Regions from separate parts of the Mus musculus genome. Here region 1 is linked to region 2. The links are chromatin contacts, called in public Hi-C maps. All regions are on one chromosome and are shown on one strand. The core of a region is the stretch at or near the end of the contact, and the rest is flanking DNA. Distances in the headings are between cores, read along the strand shown. Region 1 has its middle 2.9 kb from the start of Gm26204. Region 2 has its middle 45 kb from the start of Glt28d2.

Region 1 (3,304 bases), core at 105-2,604, 69 kb before region 2:
AGGGCAGAAACTCAGAAGGGAGGGAGCCAGACTCTGGGAGTACCCACCAGAACCCTTGCAGCAGCGTAGATGCCCAGATAACTTCCAGAACCCCACAAGGATGTATGATTGGCAAGAGAAAAAAGATCATGAGACTGGAGAGATAGGTGTAGGTAGGTATGGCGTGGTCAGGTAGAGTGGTAGACAGTAAATAAAAGAGTTAAAGACAGAACAAGCACTAGAAGAGAATCTAGAAGGTTCGGGGCTTTTTGTTTTAGAGCAGGTTTCAGTGAAGACATCAGAGAGTAAAGATTGGTTTTAATAAGGTTGTCTCATATTTCTTGAAGTTAATTCCTGTAGCTTTTGAGTTTTGGTTGCAAAATTATGTCTCATACATAGGGAGGATATTAAAAAGGTTAAGATTGGCCAGGCATGGTGGTGTATACCTTTAATCCTCAAGCATTTGGTAGGCAGAGGCAGAGGGCAGAGGGCAGAGGGCAGAGGCAGAGGCAGTTTTGAAGTTTTGACAACATATGTGTAGTTTGTTGACATTTTAGCATCGCTGTAGCATAGGCCTATTATATTTAATATTAAAATAAAAGCCACATAGTCCCTGTTGAGTTTCTCAGAAGGAAGTGGGGGAAGGTTAGAGGGGGAAATAGGAGAGAAAGAAACTTAGGATCCCAGGAGGAAAGCTCACATACTGACTCCTCCTGTGGGCCATGTGGGTAAGCTAGAAAGAAGACAGACAAGGGAATGAGTGACTTTAGACAGTGCAGGCCTTTACTGAGGGAAAAGACCTGTTGTTTTAAGCTTTAAGTTTAGGCCGTTACTTGACGAATGTGATGCTCATGCTCAGGCAACTGACAACAGCTGCTAGAGGTGCATTGTTGTTACGAAGGCAGAGTGTGGACACACAAAACATAGCAATATAAAGCCAGAGTATCCTAAAGCGCCCCAAATGTGTCTGATACAAAAGGAATAAAGGAGACAGAAAATCAGAGAAATGGGAGAATGGGCTTGAGCTCTGCCTGTCCTGGAACTCCCTTTGGAGAACTCACGGAGCTCCTCCTGCCCCTGCCTTGCCTCTGCCTCCCCAGTGTTGGAATCAAAGGTGTGAGCCACCATGATCCTTACTGGGAGTTAATTCTTGATGAAGGAGCTTAACTCAAGCCAGGAGAATGGATAGCATTACAAAAGAGAAAAGGTGTTTATATGTTTGGAATTTCAAAAGCTAACATTACTTCTGGCAGCTTCATGTGCACATCCTTGCAGCCTGGTTGTCCCGGGAGCAGGATTCATGTCTGCTCTCCTGCATCTGTACAGCCCCTTTTATAGTGGGTCAGGCCTACCTGGCTGTTGCCAGGTAACTGTGGGGTGGAGCTTAGATAGAATGCTAACACCTCTTACTGAGAACAGCTAGCCAGCTTACTCCTCTGCTCTTGCTTTGTATAAAAAATGTGCTGAGTTTCTGGTTAGTTTTGTTTTTCTGGCTTTTTGAGACCGGATTTCCTCTGTGTAGCCCTGGCTATGGTGGAACTCATTCTGTAGACCAGGCTACCAGCCTCGAACTGACAGAGATCTTCTGCCTCTGCCTCCTGGAGTCGTGGGTAAAGGCATGGACCACACTGAGCAGGGTTGTTATTAGTACATTTCCTTCAGAGTGCACAGCCCACCTGACTCACTCTCTCTCTCTCTCTCTCTCTCTCTCTCTCTCTCTCTCTCTCTCTCTCTCTTGTTTCTTTATGTCCCCGTTGTCCCAGTCAGGACAGTCCCAACACTGTGCAGGCTGTGGCAATTATCTACTATACAAATCCTTCATGAAGAATTCCTAGCCAGGCAGGGTCAGAAATACCTCATACTCTAGTGATCTAGGACCTTCTGTTAGGTCCCATCTCCCAAAGGTTTCACTACCTTCCAATACCAGGGCCAAGCCCTGGGGACTCAGCCTTTAACTACAATGGATGTTTAGAGAACATAAATTCATAGCAACCACTCAGTCTGCAAGCCTCACTCACACTTCCTATCAGCTGTCTCCATGATATTTCATTTTATTTTCTGGCCCAGAATTTCATCCAGAATACATGTTGCATTTAGTCATCTCCCAGTCTGGGAGAATCCTCAAAGTCTTTCTCTCTTTTTCTTGTCCTCTAATTTACATGAAGTCCAGATCCCACATTCTGTCGGTGACCCTTAGCCTGCGGCTCACGTTTCCTGACACATGGTCAGAATCAAGTCCTGCTTCCTTGATAGAGCGTAGAAGTGAAGCTGTACCCTTGTTAGTGCAGCATACCAGGAAGCGAGGCATGCCAGGAAGCACTGTGTTACCCCATCTCTTCAATCTCCTTCATCCCGCCCTCCCTGCCAGGCTGATCCCCTGGGAAGTCATTGTTTTCTCTTTTTTATTTACTTCCTTATGAAACATTTTGTTATATTTATTCATTTTGTGAGTATGCATATGTGTTGTGGTGTACATGGGGGAGGTTAGAGGACAACTTACAGAAAGAAGTCCGGTCTCTCTTTCCAGCAACTTTGAAGAGCTCTAGTAGGCCCAGCATGGTAAACTTGGCTCTGACAGGCCTTACCCTATTCCCTCTGCCTTGCTAAAAATCCATTAGATTACATCCCTAAATCTAGCCACCAAGGTCTATCTCTGTATTTTGGGGACTGACTACCAAAGTCCAGCTATCAAAGTATTGAGGTCCAGAAATCAAAAATCCCCTTGTGGCTGCCCTAATTAACACGTCTAACCAAAATTAAGCACCTCATCCTAACTCGGTTTCCCCTACTACCTTTATAAACTGTCATTTGCCTATGGGCCATGTCTGTCTCCTCTCTATCCGGAGGCAGTCCTTTGTCCCTCTTGGACTAATACCCTTCCTCCCCTCATCTCTTGTTCCTTTTCCTTCATCCTCTATCATTGTCTCTTGTCTTTGTCTCTTATTCACTGCCCTTTGTCCTTCTGGGGCAGATAAGTCTTTGTTCTGAGAACTTGGTCTTGGTGTGTTTTGTGTGGATAGCCATCCTGCAAAGTTGATTCCAGGGATGGAGCTCAGATATCTAGTTGTGGCAGCAAGAACCTGAAGCCATCTTGCAGACCCCCCTTTTTAAATTGATTAGCATTTTGTGGAGGGTGGGAGTTTGAATGAGAAATGTCCTCCACAGGCTCATGTATTTGAACACTTGGTCCCCAACTGGTGCTTCTGTTTGGGAGATATGGGACGTTTAGGTGGCCCAACTTCTAGTTCTAGGGGTGACAAACTTCTAGTTCTCACTCTTGGGTTCCTGTCTGATGGACTGCAATTAGTTGGGTCTCTAATCCTAC
Region 2 (3,349 bases), core at 91-2,590:
AAACAGACCACTCTTATGGGTTGGCTGCACATCCAGCAGTTAGGTGCCGACAGAAAGCAAACTCAACAGCACCATTGCCGGCTCCTGGTCTCAGTGTTTTGTCGGGGCTTTGCTTATTTTTATTGTTTTAAAGTCTACCTTATTTTTAGTTGTATTTAATATGCATATACATATATATGTAAATATATCTTTTATCTTATATGTCCTTTGATTATATATTATGGCTTCCCGTTTAGTGCTTTTATGGAGTTCCAGAATGGATCTCTGTGACTATATATGTTTCTTGTGCCTTTTCTTGGGCTCTTTCCCCTTTGTTTGCTCTATTCCAATGTATTAGTTTTTGTTTTATCTTATTATATTTTATCAGTATGCCTTAGAAGCTAATGAGAGACAGAAGGGTGGGGGTGTGTGGATCCAAATGGGAGGGGAGGTGGGGAAGAACTGGGGAGAGTAGAGGAGGGGTAAACTGTAATCAAAGTATTTCACATGAAAATAAAATTTATTTGCAACAAAAGCAAAATGTTTCAACAAACATAGTAAAAATAAATATCTGAAATAATAAAAACAAACGAACAAACAAAAACCCCCAAACAAACAAAAAAGGAGTACAACATAAGGCCTGTTTTTTATGTGTTTAGTTATTAGTTTTGTCTTTCCATAGTTAATGTAAACCATATAGGCTAAATGAATAAGAACAGGCATATATTAAGGACTAGGCTACCTAGCTTGCTGACATGGGCAAAGCCAGTGAGTTTTACACCTTGACTATCTACAGGTGTCCTGGAACTCCCTGTGCAGTGGCTGGAAACTGGGAGACAGAGGAAAATTGGCAGCCAGCCAGCTTTGTATAAATAACATTGAACAATCTCAAATACCTGCTTTAGGGGAACAAACAGCATCAGGCCCAGGTCTGGTGAGGAAGTCAAGTTCTAGAAAATTCCTCACCAGGTGCTTTTTAGGGAAGGAATAAAGAAAGCAACAGTTCCTGTGGGGTGCCAAAGAGGTGTGTGTGGTGTGTGTGACCAGCACATATGAGTGGAGAAATTGAACCAAAGGGAGTTCTGAAGCAGTTTGTAATGTAGCTGTTGGCAGAGGTGAGCAAGGTTTCCATGGACATTTTGTGCTTGGTTCCTTCAGTGAGTCTGAAGGACTACCTAGAGCCGGGGAATAAAGATCTAAAACGTGTGGGAGCCGAGATTTAATAGGGCTTCCTGTTACAGTAAACTTTAAAGCTAAATGAAGCTTTCGTCTGATGCAGGCACAGGCTTTTGTCTGGTCAGTCTCCTCGTTTCCCACTCCACGCAGCACAGTTGCTTTTCTGGGGCACAGTGGATCGCTATCTGGAGCTGGCATTTCCCATGCTATTCAGGAGAAAGAGCCCCAGGAAGAGTGAGTCTCCTCCACCACTCAGCAGCACCTCCGAAACAGTTCTGCTTTTAACGTTGCACCTTTAATAAACATGTTCTCAAAGCCTCTCTGTCCCAGGGACTTTAACATGAGGAAAGGGAAAGAGAAGCCAGCCAGACTGCTGCCAACAGGCTGCATGTGAACAAGGACCTCAGGAATGGCTGCCTCAGTGAGAGCCTGCCTGTACAACCTCTGAGAGTTCAGAGTCAGGATGGAAAAAATGCACACACACACACACACACAAACACACACACACTCCCTCTATCTCAAGTAAAAAAATGTGAATTTACCCTCAAAACATATAAAACTGATGGAATTTGCTTTCTATTGTCTAAAGGCTTTAACATAGGCAAGGAGGAGGGAAGAGGGAGGAGGTAGGAGGGAGGAGGCAAACTTGTTTGCCAGAAACCTAATACTGCTAGAAGCTGCTGAGGGTGGGGACAAAAAGAGAGAATATGCGGCCCCAGGGAAGCCCTTCCTCTGATTGTCCCATTGGTTTGAATGATCATTTTCTTAGAAGCCACCAGACAAACTGGTCCAGTTTGTTTTCAGAGCTGGAAGTAAATGATTCTGTAGCCAGCTCTGGGCTCTGCAGCATTTCCACCTGGAATATCATTTAGGAATTTTGCTAGATCTCAGTGATTTATGTTTAGCAAATAAGATTATCTTCAGCTTCCTATTGTGAGGGAGCAAATGGTTTGGGGTTTAGTTGCTGCTTTTCAGCCTTTTTTAATTGCTTCTTCAAGGTAACACTGTGTTAATCTCCCTGATTTATCTCCAGTGTCAACTTGCAGGGGTGGTTTCTAAGGCACAAAGTAGAACAGTGTTGAAGCAGGATGGCTTACAGTATTAATACCTTTGTTGTGGAGCAGCCCCAAGCTACAACAGTTTACTAATGATACTGGAGAGGGAGTGAGGAGGGACTCTTTCATACGCTTGGAATCAGCATCCTCCATCTGTTTACATATTACAACAGATTAGTATTTATTTTATGGATACTATGAAATAAAAGAAGTCTTATGGTGGTTATTTTAAACCCCCAATTTTTGCATTTTAAGAGTTTAATTTTCTCCCAATATAGGAGAATATATATTTTTGAAATTGTATGGCTGAAAAGTTACATTTCTTTTGAAAGTTGAAGATATATTATTATGACAGTATAATTACTGACATTTTTGAAATGCAGGTACATTTAAAAATATGTAAGTTTGCTACTGTTATGAATCATAATGTAGATATCTGTGTTTTCTGATGGTCTTAGGTAACCCTTGTGGAAGGCTTGCTAGATCTGCAAAGGGGTCCATGACCCACGGATTGAGATCCACTATCCTAGGTTAAAGGTCATCTTAGGTCTAATTTGAGAGATGAACATTTTAGCAAAGAAATGATTATTCTTCAAGGTTGAAAAAAACTTTGTTTCAGAGCAGGAATATTATATAGCCCATATTTGATAATCTGTGCAGGTAAAAAACAGTTACTCATATACAGTTAGTAAATCTTTGTGCTACCACCAACCATGGCTTCCCTTTATAAATGTTGAATTGAGGGCTTCTTCCTAAGCTACCACAGATTTCTCACTTTATACCTGGAATACAGTACCAACTAGACAAAAGATAAAATATAGAGGTCACTGTTTCTCAGCTCACTTAGCTATTCTGAATCGAGTTCTCAAACTGCGTGTGATATCTTGGCAGCCAGCCATGCAGTTGTCATTTGGTCTGATTAGTTAAGTCTAGTCCTGTTAAGATCAGGTTTACTTGTCTTTTTAATTGCCTGCTTAAAAATTTTCATTTCCAAAATCAGGAGAAGAATTTATAATGGGGGTAAGCGTGGGGTGAAGGCAAGCCCAGTAAAAACAGAGGAGCTCACAAGGAGCTCACAGAGGAGCAAATGAAGAGATGATGGTTTCAAGGCCCTTGGGAAGGAATGGAAGATTTCTGAA

The links. A called contact is a pair of places that touch in the nucleus more often than the background predicts.
Region 1: a Hi-C map of olfactory sensory neurons shows a contact between it and region 2, with 1.7 times the contacts expected there. The contact joins two enhancer-like sites. A contact is called at or near these places in 4 of 39 promoter capture datasets (the 3T3-L1 cell line, the HPC-7 cell line, embryonic stem cells and 1 more), 5 of 484 Hi-C or Micro-C datasets (the HL-1 cell line, effector CD8 T cells, embryonic stem cells and 2 more) and 1 of 9 other capture datasets (embryonic stem cells).

The regions. Positions count from the first base shown.
Region 1 is chr3:85,909,716-85,913,019 of GRCm38.p6, reverse strand. No RefSeq gene overlaps it. Among named protein-coding and RNA genes, the nearest start is that of Gm26204, 2.9 kb to the right of the region's middle. Within about 2 kb of position 1,354, at least 3 of the 459 cell types and tissues checked have an H3K27ac peak or open chromatin away from gene starts, as enhancers often do. A contact at or near this core is called in olfactory sensory neurons, where this site is marked.
Region 2 is chr3:85,840,497-85,843,845 of GRCm38.p6, reverse strand. No RefSeq gene overlaps it. Among named protein-coding and RNA genes, the nearest start is that of Glt28d2, 45 kb to the left of the region's middle. Within about 2 kb of position 1,340, at least 58 of the 459 cell types and tissues checked have an H3K27ac peak or open chromatin away from gene starts, as enhancers often do. A contact at or near this core is called in olfactory sensory neurons, where this site is marked.